Linked DNA regions of Sus scrofa: regions 2 and 3 are each linked to region 1. The links are chromatin contacts, called in public Hi-C and HiChIP or PLAC-seq maps. All regions are on one chromosome and are shown on one strand. The core of a region is the stretch at or near the end of the contact, and the rest is flanking DNA. Distances in the headings are between cores, read along the strand shown.

Region 1 (4,891 bases), core at 1,555-4,054:
CCTGGAGAGATCATTTTAAACCTGGTTGGAGAGGAACTAAAACAAGTGATACACAGACAGGACCCATTTAAAGACAGGTGCCTACCACCCAGGTAGAGGGGTACACATCCCTAACTACTGAAAGTCGTGCTATGTAGCCAAACCAGGAGAGAACGTAATAAGTGCCATACTAAGTTTTGCTTAGAAAGAAAATTTTGGAGTGGAAATTTTGTATCCATGAGGATATCAGTTCATCGAGCTCAGTGGGTTAAGTATCCAATATTGCCATGAACTGTGATGTAGGTTGCATAAGGGGTTCAGAGCCCACATTGCTGTGGCTGATTCAACCCCTCGCCTGGGAACTTCCATATGCCAGAGGGGCGGCCCTAAAGAGCAAAAGAAAGAAAATTTTTATACCAAATATTCTAAATGTTCTGTCCTAAATTCATTAAAAAAAGGAAAGAATGCCAATCTGATTCCACTCATATTAACTAAGAAAACATATGTGGTGACAGAACTCAGGACAGCGGTTATCTATAAGGAAGTACTAACTGAGAAGAAATGGAGAGCCTGCTGGAGTTCTGGAAAAATTCTGCAGCTCAACATGACTGTTGATTACAATGCTGAAACTGAACTGTACTTACTATAATCTCAATATAAAAGAAAAGAATGAAAAAAGTGTGTGGATTGACAGACCAAGTTTTAAAATAGTTTTTCTTCCAATTACAAGTAAAACAAGTTAATATATATTAAATGCTCATATTAAGCAAAGACATACTAGGAAAAAAAGACATATTAGAAATGTACTTAACTTTATGACCAACCTGTTAATTCCAGCTGCATTAACCAAGAAATTAACTGGACCTAAATTTTTCTCTATCTCTTCAAAGGTACTCTGAACATCCTGTTCCTTGGCAACATCACAGCTCAGTGCCAAATGATCTCCTACATAAGATTAGACTGGAATTACTAATGAATTATAACTTGAATTTAGAAAGTATTCAACACACATTCGTTAAGCATCTACTATGAGTGAGACCTGTTCTATCCAGAACCTAGAGACAAAAGATGATTATGTCATGGACTCCAGATTTCATGGAATTCTTCTAATAAACTAGAGGGGGGGAGCAGAAATAAAGTAATACAATAGACTGTAAATCCTAAAACTTTTTTTAATCAAAAAATGAGGGGAGAATGTTTTTCTTGTAAATACTTTGTATGGTTCATCTAATAATATTTATACCATTGATACTGACCCCATGCACCAGTTTTTTCAGTTTTATATTCCTTTTTTTGAAACTTAATGTCTAATTCAGTTACATTTTGCTGAATTGGTTTCCTGGCCCTGAGATAAACTCTAGGGCTTTTTTGTTTTAACTGTGGCACATATAATGACTGTTATTCAAGCCTATTAGAAGAAATGAGACAAAACAGGAAGCTGTAAAAAAAAAAAAATTCTAAAACTACAAATCATGAAAGAAAACAACTTTTTACTAAAAACAACTCTGTTCTTTTAAAAATGTTCATTGTGAACTATTTAAATACCAACAAAAAATTACACTTCAAAGTCTTCTCTACTTAATAACGTACCATTTTATCACTCTAAAATGTAGTTTAAAAAAAAACTAAATAATTGTTTATCTTCTGGCTAGCCTTGCCTTATATATCAACACTAAAATTACTTCCTCAAATCTTCGGAGACAGTAAGTCACTCAGGAAGCAACACTTTCTGGGTGAAAACCAATCACTCCTGGACCACGCAATTCAAGGAAATGCAAGGCCCAGAGCACTGACTCTCGGCTTTCACCTGAAGGTGTGCTGGGCCCCGCACCACCCTGGAACCCAGCACAGCCTCACTGATGGCTGGGTGACCCGTAGGGCCAGCGCGTGCTCGCCCCAGGGCCAGACTGTAATGACTGCAGCAGGAAGCATCGCGGAGATTCTCCCGCGTCTACGACTCCCGAGTGTCCTATAGACTCTAATACGCAAACACTTGGGTGAGCCCAGCGGTGACGTCGCTGCACAGGTGCCCCGTTCCCAGGTGAACGAGATGCACCTGCACCGGCCGCCCTCCTAACTCAGCAGACAACTGCGTGCTCTGGGCCGTCAAAACACCCGTCTCCCAGCCACCCAGACACTGAAATTTGCAAAGCAACTGCTAACCCATTCCTAACAAATAGAAAAAAATGGAGTTTGAGCGCATTATCAGAATCGGACGGAACAAATCTCACTGTCCCTTTGTAAAGGTCATGGAGGGAGCGTAATTACGTAAACGCTTTGACGCAGAGAAAAGGACGGGACACGGCTCGGACAGACCCGACCAGGAGAGTCCCACTCCGAGCACGCGCAGCAAAGCGCAAGAACAGGCGCGCACCGAACAGGCACGGAGACCGCAGCGCGCCTGCGCCGTGCCCTTCCCATCGCCCGCACGGGGGACCTAACCACGGTGGAGGGGAGCGCTCAAGGGGGCCTTTAAGATCCGCTGCGGCTGCAGCACACTCGCCGCGCGGAAGCGGGGCGTATCCGGTCGGTACCCACCACCCAGGTCCCCAGCCACGGCTCTGGCTCCTTGCAGATTCCGGGCGACGATGGCCAGTCGGTAGCCTCTCTGGGCCATCAAGCGGGCCACCGCCCTGCCGATGCCCCGGGAGCCTCCGAACACGGCGCACACCCTGTCCATCTGGGACCGGGAGGAGGCTGCAAGGGGCTGCCTTTCCTACGGCCTCGCAGCAACCCTCACAAGCCGAAGCGCCGCCCCCACAGTCAAACTGCTGCCGGGCGAGCGAAGACTCCTTGAGCGCAGCGTCGGCGCGTTACGTCAGCGCGTCGACGTCAGCGCGCATGGGTTCGGGACGCAGCGCCTTCTGAGGACGCGAATACTGGCCTGAGAGCTGGGCCGCGGGAGCGGTGCAGAGACGGCCTGCGCTGCATGCTGGGACTTGTAGTCTCGAAGCAGGAGAAGACCACGTGGTCGCGGTGCTTTAGGGGACAAGGCGTTGGAGGCAGCTGGGCTACTCTGCATGCAGTTGGTGTGGGCGTCGGGACCGTTTCTAGGGAACCAGCTCTTACCTCTTACAGCTGAGCGGGGTTGCGAACTCCCTGGGTGCGGGATGTTCCACCTAAAACTCAAGCTGGGACATGCGGATCACCTCATTAGGACCCAGGGTATACCCTCTGAGTTTGTGTCTGGCGGAGAATGGGGGCAGGAATCAGGCCCGCAGCAGATCCCCGCCCAACCGTTGTCCAGCTTAGTTTGGACACAGGCGCACTGTGAGGTCTAACGGGCCAAAACCTAGGAATTTGCATCAAAGTAAGGTTTATTGCAGGGCTGAGGAGGGAGAATTGGATCATGCTGGAAAGACCTGAGCTCTCCCGTGGGTTTCAGGAAAGGACTGTTTATAGGCAGAATTGACGGGAGTGGGGGGGGGGGGTAACCCTCTTCTGATTGGTTGGTGGTAAGGTAGTAGGGTGGTGTTGCGGGAACCTTAATCTGGAAGTCTTCTGGTTCCAACTAGTCTAGGGTCCACTTGCTTGAGCTCAGCCTTAAGTGACCAACCTCCACCTGGGTGGGAGGAACCTTAGTTCCTGCAGAAAAACTCAGATGTGCATCTGATTATTATGCCCATCCCCTGAGAAGGAACCGCAATGCTACCCGGTCCTAAACTGTCGGTTCTTTCTGCATCCCTTTACTCTCCTGACCAGGAGCTGCATGAATCCGAAGGTGTAGGAGGCTGAAAACCTTTTTCCTACAAACAAGAAATGGGTGACATGGAAAGGCTTTTATACCTGGAAGGGCCCCACAGGGTGCTGCTCAGTTTCAATCTTCTGTTTTCTTTGATTCTTCTCAGTCTTGAGGGGAACAGGTGTTGGACAAGGAAAGGAGTAACATTTTGGATAAATAGGTTGATGAGCTCAGCAGGGTAACTCAGTTTTAGGGATAAAGTTTGCCTCTCTGGAGGAGTAGCTCCAGGGTCAGCCTCATATCAAACCCCAGTGTCCTCCCCATGGAAGGAGCAGGGACACAAGGGTCAGACTCATACCAGACCCTGTCTTAGCACCCCTCTCCCACCTAGGCCCACCAGTCATCTGAAAGAGAGGTGTGGTAGAAGCAAGGGACCCAGTCTGGATGGCACAGGAGGAGCTCAAGAAATGTTAACTGAATGAATAGTCTTGCCTGATCCAAAGCACAAGGACTGAGCCTCCTCCAATGCTGCAAAGAAAAATAGGTTCCTGCAGTACTGAAGAGGACGTGCTGGGTGCTTTCAGGATTAATAAGCTGAAAGCTTAGTGTTTGTTACAATAACACTTGAGACATTGTCACTGTATTAAATGTTTCAGGAAAGTGTAAAGCATGGTCCCTACTACTAAAAAGAAGACCACCTGGGATAACAGGACAACTACAGGTGAACACCAGTGAATAATCCAAAATCACGACATGCAAAACCGTCTTAACAGGAGAGCTCAGAGGAAAAGGAAGTCAATGAAGGATGGAGAAATGCATGGAGAAGCTGCATTTGAGGTCTGGATGCAGATGAATGAAGGCAGGGGAAGAACAACGACAACAACAAAAAACCGCTAAGCAAATTGAACATCATTTTTGTCCCACCTGAATCCAAAGCAGATTAAAAGGGCTTGGAAAAATACATTGTAAAACCTCACACCCATTAGGATGGCCACTATAAAAAATAATAACAAGCATCCACAAGTGCTGGAACTCTTGTACACTGTTGATGGGAATGTAAACTGGTACAGTTGCTCTGAGAAACAGTATGGTGGTTTCTCACAAAAAGATCGTATTGCCGTATAGTCCAGCAATTCCACTTCTGGGTATATGCCTAAAAGAATTAAAAGCAGAGTCCGAAAGCAGTATTTGTAAACCCATGTTCATAACAGTGTTATTCATAATACTTAG
Region 2 (4,891 bases), core at 966-3,465, 200 kb after region 1:
TTTCAATCCAAGCTCATTCCAAAACGAAAAAAAAAAAATTCCTGAGGCATTATTTCCTACCTGTTCCAGTAAGTGTGACTTCTTTAGCCATGAGCTGATTCAGAAAACATGCAGTTAAAGAACAAAGAATAAGGATGACCATCAGCACCGCCACCGCCACACCAGGTCGCGGTCTACTCACCCTCACTGGGGGGCTCCAGGCTTGCGCCCTTGGCTGCTGTGCCCCCTGGGAGCCCTGGATGTCTTTCGAGCTGCAATTGGCCCCAGCGCTGCCCTGAGCCCTCGCTGCATTTGGGCAGCTGGTGCCACTGCCCCCGGCCGGGCCAGGTTTCCAAGGCCTCTGCTTGATGCCGTCCAGAAGTCTGACCAGCAGGATGTTGCTGGGGAGCTGTTCCACGCCTGAGCCAACCAGGGTCCTGCACTCAGGGCATCGGAGCTCGTTTCGGGAACCCACAATGCCCAGCAAACAGCGTTTGCAAAACGTGTGCTGGCAGGGCAAGACCTTGGCGGAAGCATCGAGCCGCTCCAGACACACGGGACACTCCAGAAGATCCAGCAGAGCGGACTCATCCATCTTCACCTAATTCAACGAGGAAACGGCTCCAGCAGCGCGCACAGTCATGTGCATCCCTGAGAGCGATTCATGTAACATCCATGTCAGACGCTGCTCTGGAGTCGTCACAGCCCAAGAAGAGAAGACAGAAAGTCCTATGATCATCACAGAAGAGCCAGGAACCAAAAGTGTACTCCAAAGTCAGCAGTTCAACACAGAATAGGCTTTCTAAGCAATTCAAAATTAACCTGTAAAGATATCTAGGTTCCTGTGCAGAAATGGCTATCAAACCCCATTGAGCATCCCTACAGCAAACAGGATCTATGAAATGCAGTAACAATTTCCTCTGTTCTCAACATGCTATCTGCTGCCTGTATAAAGTCCTCCAATGGCATGAGAAAGTGAGCCTTTAACTGAAATTCCTTTCAAATCCAACCAGGTGCCCAATATTTAAGCCACTTTAGTGATTAAGAAACCACTCTGGTGTGATTCGCTTTTGGCAAGTGATCCCAATATTAAATACATATGTTTCTTCACTGGTCCTAAGACTTAAATCTTGCCCAACCAAAACAAGATGAAGGTTGACAATTCTAAAGGACGCACTTAAGTCTGGCCTTGAAACGGGCAGCGGTTGACAAACTCTGAAACCATTTCTGAACAGCCTGTGCTAATCCCATTCAGAAAACCTGGCAAAATTATCACCCAAAGAATTTGAGAATGGAATGCTGTACTGGGAATCGTGAGCATAATAAGAAAATGGGGCCATTCAGGAAAAAGCCTTTAAACCAGACCCTGCACTGCTCTCTCCACCCCCGGTTATATGTAGACATGCCCAGGAGAACCGGGTGGCCGACAGCAGGAACGGCCACTCCTGACGGTTGGGCGGGGGCCAGGCCGCCCCTATGCTCGCCGCAGGTACTGCGGACCCGCGTGGACGCCGGGCCGGGGTGGGGGCCTCTTATGGACGACGGGCCAGGTGCTGGGCGGCCGGCGTAGACGCGCCCGAGGCCAGGTGCTGGAGGCGGGCCTCGTAGACACCGCGGGGCCAGGTGCCAGAGGCCGCCCGTATAAACACCCTGGGGCTGGTGCTGTGTCCGCCTGGATAGACACCCCGGGGCCAGGTGCTGGGAACCACCCGTGTAGACGCGCCCCAGGGATGGTGCAGTGGTCGCCCGCATAGACAGCCTGGGGCCAGGTGCCGGGAACTACCGGCGTAGACGCGCCCCGGGGCTGGTGCAGGGGCCGCCCCCGTAGACCCCGCGCTGGGGCCAGCGGAAGGGAGGGGAGGGCAGGGCCGGGCCGGGTGGGGACATCCGCCGCCTGGCCTCCGCCCCCGGGCCCGGCCGGACAGGAGCCCAAGCCCGCGGGAAGTTTCGGGGGCTTGGAAAAGCCCGCAGCCCAGCGTCGCCAGGTCCGTCCGCCGGGCACCCGGGGCGCGCGCCGCCGCAGGGACCCGGGGCGGGCCGCCCCGCTCCAGCCCGGGCCGGGGGCGCGGGGCTAGGGGCCGAGGGTCGGGGGCGGGGTCCTACCTCCGCGCGGCGCCCTCTTTGTCCGCACGCCCTGCGCTCTCCCGCTCGCCGGCCTCAGACGCCGCGGCCGCTCGGGGCTCTGCTCGCCAACCGCGCGCTCCCGCCGCCGCCGCCTGCCGGGCCGGGGGAGGAGGAGGGGAGGGACGGGGAGGGGGCGGAGCAGGGGGATGGGAGGGGGAGGAGCAGGGGGATGGGAGGGGGAGGAGCAGGGGGATGGGAGGGGGCGGAGGGAGGAGGGCGGAGAGGGAGGAGGAGGAGCAGGGGAGGCCTCCCGCCAGCCTCCCGCGTCTGGGCTTCGCCGGCCCGGGAAGAGGTCCCAGGAGGAGGGGAGGGGCGGCCGCCGCCGAGGCTGCGAGAGCTGCCGAGAGGGGGACGCGGTGGCCGCGCGGGGTCCGCAGAGGCGGAGCGGGCTCCGCCCCGACCCCGGCCACAGACCAAAGCGTGAGTCCGGGGGGTCGGCCCAGAACCCGGAAGGCGGGGTCGGTGGGAGGCCCGCCCCGGACCCGGGGGTCAGCCTGGCTCCGGGCACCGCGCGGCCCTTCCCCAGCCCGGCCGGCCCGAACCGGCCCCACGGCCTCCGGGGCAGGGCGGTGGGCGGGGGGGGAGGGCACACACCTGTAAAGCTGGGCACACACCTGTAAACGAAAGGTCCTTCGAAAAAACACGTCCACAGATTTGGGCGATCGTTTCTCAGGCTCAGTTTAAAGGGCAAACGGGCTCAAATTTTGTCATTGATCTCAAAATTGTCATTTTATTTGCATTTACCATCAGCTTAACAAAAAGTTATCCCACATACCCGTCCTCTAACGTATGCAGAAAATAAGGAGAAAGGGTGACAGAGACCCGTTTAAAGGAGCTGCTGCCAGGCCACCAATGCACCTGACACCTTGAAGGGAGTCAGTGATCTTCTGGGTCTCCAGCCAGGCCCACAGCCAAAGCATTCAAGACAAATGAGAATCCCCTGAGAAAGGAAAGGCTGTGACAGGTACAGTGATGGCTCCCTCACTGTCTGCAGTCACCTGCTAGCCAGGTGGAGTAGCCCAGCTCTCACTGCACCCCCATATGCGTCCCTCCCCGGCTTTGCTCTCCTGGATGAATATGCTCACAGCCAGTACTCAATGCCAGAAAGGACATCCCACGTCCCCTCCATTAGAACACGTACATTTGAGCTGAGAAACACAAGGGGAGCAATGAGCAGAACAGAGCATTTTTAACCCATAATCTACAAACAAGGCCCTTAGAAAGTGATGTCTTAGCCCACACACCTCTAGTTTCCGCCAGCAGGTGGATGGAGGGGAGGTTTATTAGAAGGTTACAGGCATTAAACAGATAAATATTATTATGTGTCATTTACAGTTATTAACACCAAAACTCAAATAGGATCACTTTATCCCCAGGTCACAAAATCAATCAGGCTGGACCAAGATGCAATTGTATACCTGGATCCCAAGTTCAGCTTTTTTCCCACCACCCCAAGCTCCTCTTTCTCAGGTCACCTCAGGCAAACCTGAACACACTGTGTGTGTCCTCCCCAGGGAAGAGTGACACTCAATGAGGTAAAGACTCTGGAGACCAAAGGAAAATGACATTTTACTTTGTTATTTGGCCACTGGTTTTTTTTGGGGGGAGGCGTTGTTTGTCATTTTAGGGCCATGCCTGTGGCATATGGAGGTTCCCAGGCTAGGGCTTGAATAGGAGCTATAGCTGCCAGCCCACGCCACAGCCACAGCCACGCAGGATCTGAGCCGCATCTGCAACCTACACCACAGCTCATGGCAACGCCAGATCCTTAACCCACCAAGCAAGGATTGAACCTGAGTCCTCATAGATACTAGTCAGGTTTGTTAACCGCTGAGCCGTGAAGGAAACTCCAGGCCGCTATTGTATTTGGAGAGCAGTGCACAAGGTCCTGGGTGGAATGGTGCAGCTCTTAAAATTCCAGGCCAGAACATCTGCAGTCAGACCCATCATCACAGAACCGGAGGGAGTTCCCTGGTTGTGCAGTGGGTGGGGGATTGGGCATTGTCACTGCTGTGGCTCGGATTCAATCCCTGGCCCACGGTGCAAGCACGGCCGAAAAAAAGAAAAAAAAAAAAAAATGAGGCAGTCTGGGGTTTCAGGGATGAAAGTTCACACACCTCTCGAGTGCTCCCTGGGCTCGACTCTTTAAATCCCTGGTGCTCATTAACTTTGTTTTTTAGAACAAAGCTCTTCTATTAGCTTTAATTATTCCAGCTGTAAAATGAAGTTTTTAGGCAAATTGCTTGGCCCTCTTGAGCTATCTTCCCTCTGTCAAATGGTGGGAAAACGTGCTTTTCTTAGACTATTTTGAGGATTCTATGACACAGCGCACTGGCTCTTTGTAACCTGTCCATCCCTTTTAAAGTATAGTCATTATCCTTATCAGCCAAGAATTCCCCAGGAAGAGTTATACTGGGCAAAATCCTTTCCTCCCAGCGTCTTTAAAAAGTCTGCAACAACACTAATAATTGCAAAATCCTGTCAAGGGAATACTATAGGTGAGGGGAGAGCTGGGGAAGGAAAAGCACATTCATGTTACCGTTTCTGGGAGGTGAACATGAAGGAAGTACTTGTGATATATGCATGGCCTCTGTGATTGTGAGCAGATACATGAAAAATAAAAACAGCCTGTACATGATAATGATAGCTCGGATTTATACAGTTCTTTTCTCCCAAGCCTTCAAAGGGCTTCCTAAATGCCATCTCATTCATCTTCTCAGCACCCCTCTGAAGCAGTGAAGACAGATGTAACCATCTCCATGTTACATACGGGAAAAGACAGGGTGTA
Region 3 (4,891 bases), core at 1,646-4,145, 180 kb after region 1:
CAGAAGAGAAAAGTGGTTCCCTTTACTTTTTAATGAAAAGACAGAAAAAATGTCTCTGGTTCAGTCTCCTGTACTTAAGTCAAAAAGAAAAACATGGTTTTGAAGGACTGTCACATCCACTGTAGCAGCAACAGTTGAAGACCTGGCAGGTATAAAACGACTCCAGAAGCCCATCTACCCCTACCTCCTCCCACCTGGCCTTTACTTGGCCCCCCACTGGCTCCCTCCATCTGCCCCCCACCTGGCCCCTCCCACCTGACCCTCCCCTTCAGCTGGCCAGCAGCTAAGTCTTCCATGCTAAGGGTATATTATTAGGCAAGGTGCTACTTACTCAACTTTTACTCTCAAACTCAAATCACTTCATCATGTTCAGAAACAAGATTCAGTTACAGTTTACTCCAAGTCAGAGCAAGAGAAAAATATTTCAGCGAGAGCGCAGACTTCCAAAAAAAAAAAAAAAGGCAAGGGGGGGTGGGTAGAGAACCTAAGTTGTCCCCAGCACATCTTAGTGTCCCCATCTAGGCTGCTGAACAGCCTTACTGCCGAGCTGGAGGTGTGCAATGCCACTCCTCTACAGTCTGTCACTCTGTTCTGCTCCACAGACTCTGACGAGGTCATGCTTAATGGCCAAAAAATTCACTAGATGCCTAAAGGAGAAAGTAGAAAAAGATAGGCAGGCCTGCGGGTGTGGTGATCTATTTAGGCGCGCAACTGTATTTTAAACATAATGAGACTAATTGCCTCCAAATCTTCCCTGGTGCATCTGCACACGCAATTAATTAGTGCTGATTTTAAAAGCCCTGTTTGGAATCCTTTGTTCCGCACTTCCTACAAATCAAATTACCAAGGAACAAATTCAATTTTTCAACTTTTATTTTAAGAGAGGCACACGCTTACATTAACTGGGTCTGATCCACTAATGTAAGTCATTTAACTAGCAATTATTTTACTCTGAAACTAAAAGCCAACTCAAATTTTTTCATCTATAAAATAATTCCCTGGCAAATGTGACCATCTTGCAAGACTGCTGGTGGAAGATGTGGATAATCACACAGCTCTTCACCTAGACAGGGAGCTGGAAAAAGACAAAGTTTCCTTTTGCAGGAAAATTAAAGTCTGGAGAAAGTCACCTCTGACCATGTGCTTCACTCTCCCCTGGTTTTGTTCTACCCATGAAATCAAATGTGCTGAAGGAATTGAGAAAGGACATCAAGGAAAATAACAAGTGAATGTAACAAAAAAGAAGCAGATTCTCAAGGAACTATTGTACAACACAGGGAAATCTACTCAATATTTTGTAATGACCTGTAAGGGAAAAGAATCTGAGAAAGGAACACATATATAACTGATTCACTTTGCTGTACACCTAAAACACAACATTGTGAATCAACTATACCCCATCCCAGTAACATCCAAAAAAAAAGAAAAAGAGGCAGATTCCCAGATACAGAGAACTAGTGGTTACCTGGGGAGGGGGAGGGGCAGGAGGGTCCAAACTACTGGGTGTGAAAGAGGTTCAAGGTGTATAGGGTACAACACGAGGAACAGAGTCAGCATTTTGTAATAACTGCAAATGGAAAGTAACTTTTAAAAATTGTGTAAAATTCTTTAATTTAAAAAGAAAAACAAAGAGTTCCTGTTGTGGCTCAGCAGTAATGAACCCGACTAGTATCCATGAGGATGCAAGTTCAATCCCTAGCCCTGCTCAGTAGGTTAAGGATCTGGCATTTCCGTAAGCTGTGGTGTAGGTCGCAGATGTGGCTCGCATCTAGCATTGCTGTGACTATGGTGTAGGCCGGCAGCTGCAGCTCCTAGGTGACCCCTAGCCTGGGAACCTCCATGTGCCACAGGTGTGGCCCTAAAAAGGAAAAACAAGACATGACATGAAGGGCTATTTAACAGAATAAAGCCTGATGGGCTAATTGGGAAAACGTGATGACTGAGGCCAACAGCTCAAATCCTGGAATTGGAGACAGGCCGGAGAGGGCAGAGGGACAGAAAGGGGAAACAAGAGGGAAGCAGGTGGGGAAAGGAGAAGAGGCTGGCCTGAGGGAGGGCAGGAGTGGCCACCAGATCAGCTGAGGGATGGCCTCTCAAAGCAGTGTCTGCCAAGGGAACGAATGGCAGCAGCATCCACAGTGAGGCTGGAGGGGCCCCACCCAGGACAGGGACCATCAGTGCCTAGCATGCCAGGAGGGCCTGCAGGTGGAGTGGATGCAGCTCCCCTGATCTGAGGTCAGCTCCCTGCAGGGGTGGGAGAAGCACCCCCAACCAAATGTGATCCGCATGGGCCAAGAGAACAGTTCTGCCGTCCTGAGACTCAAGGGCCCAAGAGGAGATCTGTCCCAGGAAGTGTCATGAACTTCCTGCAGGTACTGGACACCCTGGAGCTGACCACAGGGGGTGGAAATGGGAGAGGGAGGCAGCCATGTGCCCCAGCAAAGGCTCAGAGCTGCACACCTGGCAGGGGCTGTGACACCTGATGGGACACCAGCACAATCTGCACTGCCAAGTCCCAGTGATCTCCCCCTCCACTGGGCAGTGGGGGAACATCCTCTAAATTTAGGTGCAAGTGGGCCCTGTCCCAGTACGTGCAGAAGCACAGAGTCATCAGGAAGTGGGAAGCATAAAGACCCACCCCCTGCTGGCCACTCCCCAAATCACAAAGAGAGGCAGCTCATGGAGTTTGGTGCAGCCACCAGTGAGACACAAGGGCCCATGGGAGCCACTCCATGAGCCCTGATGTGACACAAACACATACAGCCACGACCAGACTTGGAAAAGAAAAGGTCCTTCTGACGTTAACCCACAGTAGCTGGCCCAACAGTCGGCAGTGTGACTCTGTGAAGGGGAACAGGGTGGCTGAGTGCCGCTTTCTATACCCGTCACATCATACACTCAATTCGCCAGAGTCACGACACAGCTGCGATGACTAGGTGTTTCCACCCACTCCTCACACAGCTGCAGGGATGGAAAACAATGTCGCTTCTCCACCCCCGGGCATGTGAGGCACAGGACTTGCAGAAATGAGTGAAAAAGAGCCCCTCCCAGCACCCTCATTATCTGTATTCTGGGAGTCGGCACAGCTCAGGAACTGAAGCACCATCAGTGATCAGAGCTGTATTCATTTCCGAAAGCTAAAAACAGAGGCGCTGCCATCGTCTGAAATCACGTTGCTCATCCCTTAGGTTGAACAAAAGGGCTCGTGGCAAAGATTATTTTTTCAATCATTCCACATTTATCCTCACAAAACAAAGCAATACACAATGAATGGCCAAATAGGCATGTATGACACTTTAATTCACTCATCTAGAAAAGTTCTCGGTTCCAACTTAAACATCTGAATGAGTCACAATCATTTTCCCATTTGCCACATTTTTTCAACATGAGGTCTGCAGTGTAATGAAGACCAACAACATACCTTACGTAAAACTCATTCACCAATCTGTGAACTTAACTGATTCTTTACTGAGGGCCTGTTAAGCACCAGGCAGTATTCAAGCTGAAATAAATGAATGCAAGTTCTGGTCCTCACAGCTGGGAGCCAAAGGGGCTCTTCCTTCCAGACAGGGCTGAGGGCAGGTAAACTGCAGGACAGCCTGTGTGACTGGAGCAAAAGACATGGGCGTGGCACAGATAAGGGGGTAGAAAGGGCAGGACCCAGGTACCGGGCTTCAGAATAACCTTGGAGCAGTTTTGAACAAGAGGCATCAAGTCACCTGGACCGGAAATGCCAGGGACTCTGGGAGACACAGTGGGTTAGTCAGAGCTTAACCTGACACTCTCGAAACGCCTTCCCTCTTTAGCTTGTGCAGGGGTGGGAGCTACCTCTTAAACGTCTTCCCGAGGAAAAAGACATGAACACGCCAAGCCCACGTCCCTCGGTGACTTTGCTAGTCTGGAACAACTGAAAACTAAGGTTTCAAATGGTCTCAGTCAAGCAGCCTGAAAATCAAGCACAAAACGAAATGACCCCCATCCTCTCCTTCACTGTCACCACATGAAAGTCATCCAGGAGTGAATAGTCCTTTGTCCTTGAACAGGCTATTTGAAAAACAGAAGCATACTGTCTTTTACTGTCCGTTCATGCTTCACCAAGTCCCTGGGGTGGGCTTTCGTCCTTCAAAATCCCCTCATCGACAGGTACCTGTAAGCCTTGCTCTGGAACCTGGGACTGGGGGCTGGAATGCAGGGGAGGGTCCACAGCACCCTTTCCTGAAAGGAACCAGGTGGCCTCACCTGTGAGGAATGCGTCTGGGACTCAGAACAAAGGTGGCTTCCTTCCTTGTGAGGAAACACAATCTGTCCAGAAAACTGCTGCATTACTTGTGAATGATTTAAGGCTGCAGAGTCCAGTCTTAAAGCCCCTGTTTATTTTATTAACAAAACTGTGTGGGGAGTCATCCTTAGTTCAAACTTTAAAGAAAAGCCCAACATATTCCTTCATCAAAACTATATGTTATTGTTCAGATCACCTTTGATATGTGTGTTTGAGCCAAATAAGTGTATTTATCCTTCGGAGACTATAATCGAGAGATTATATGTCTACAGGGCCGGGAGTCTGCTTTCCCGTTCACGGGAACCCTGGAAGGAAGGCAATAAGCCTGACGTTTCAGGCTGTACTTCGAATGTAAAAGGAAGCCCTGCATTTTCATATTTTAGGGCATGCTGAGTTTTCCAGTTTATGAAACATATCACAGCTTCCTTTTTCAGAGGGTGATATCAGTGCAAAACAAGTTCTTTGAGAACATAAGGAATTCCTTCTCTGCTAGCCTGGATGCAACAAACAGAATACAATGTTACTAAAACACTACCTCGCTCTTTGAAGATCACACACATCTTGTTACATATTTTTCCCCAAGGTCCAATGGTCCAGAATTTACTTTCTTAA

What was found. A called contact is a pair of places that touch in the nucleus more often than the background predicts. HiChIP or PLAC-seq counts read pairs in DNA pulled down with a chosen protein or histone mark.
Region 2: an H3K27ac HiChIP or PLAC-seq map of skeletal muscle shows a contact between it and region 1. The contact joins the promoter of SH3RF1 here to the promoter of CBR4 in region 1. A contact is called at or near these places in 2 of 5 promoter capture datasets (fetal skeletal muscle and liver), 1 of 47 Hi-C or Micro-C datasets (skeletal muscle) and 1 of 2 datasets of contacts at active chromatin or transcription factors (skeletal muscle).
Region 3: a Hi-C map of embryonic fibroblasts shows a contact between it and region 1, with 2.7 times the contacts expected there. The contact joins the enhancer-like site here to the promoter of CBR4 in region 1. A contact is called at or near these places in 2 of 5 promoter capture datasets (fetal skeletal muscle and liver) and 4 of 47 Hi-C or Micro-C datasets (embryonic fibroblasts, liver and skeletal muscle).

Annotation. Positions count from the first base shown.
Region 1 is chr14:20,619,873-20,624,763 of Sscrofa11.1, reverse strand. It overlaps CBR4 (carbonyl reductase family member 4), which reads right to left and starts at 2,804. Exons shown (of 5, transcript XM_001927085.6): 1 at 2,518-2,804; 2 at 804-924. The coding sequence starts at 2,659.
Region 2 is chr14:20,417,942-20,422,832 of Sscrofa11.1, reverse strand. SH3RF1 (E3 ubiquitin-protein ligase SH3RF1) reads right to left here and starts at 2,215. Exons shown (of 12, transcript XM_021072854.1): 1 at 2,083-2,215; 2 at 182-669. The coding sequence starts at 574.
Region 3 is chr14:20,436,880-20,441,770 of Sscrofa11.1, reverse strand. The region is part of intron 2 of SH3RF1 (E3 ubiquitin-protein ligase SH3RF1); the gene reads right to left. Among named protein-coding and RNA genes, the nearest start is that of SH3RF1, 19 kb to the right of the region's middle. Within about 2 kb of position 2,895, at least 25 of the 83 cell types and tissues checked have an H3K27ac peak or open chromatin away from gene starts, as enhancers often do. A contact at or near this core is called in embryonic fibroblasts, where this site is marked.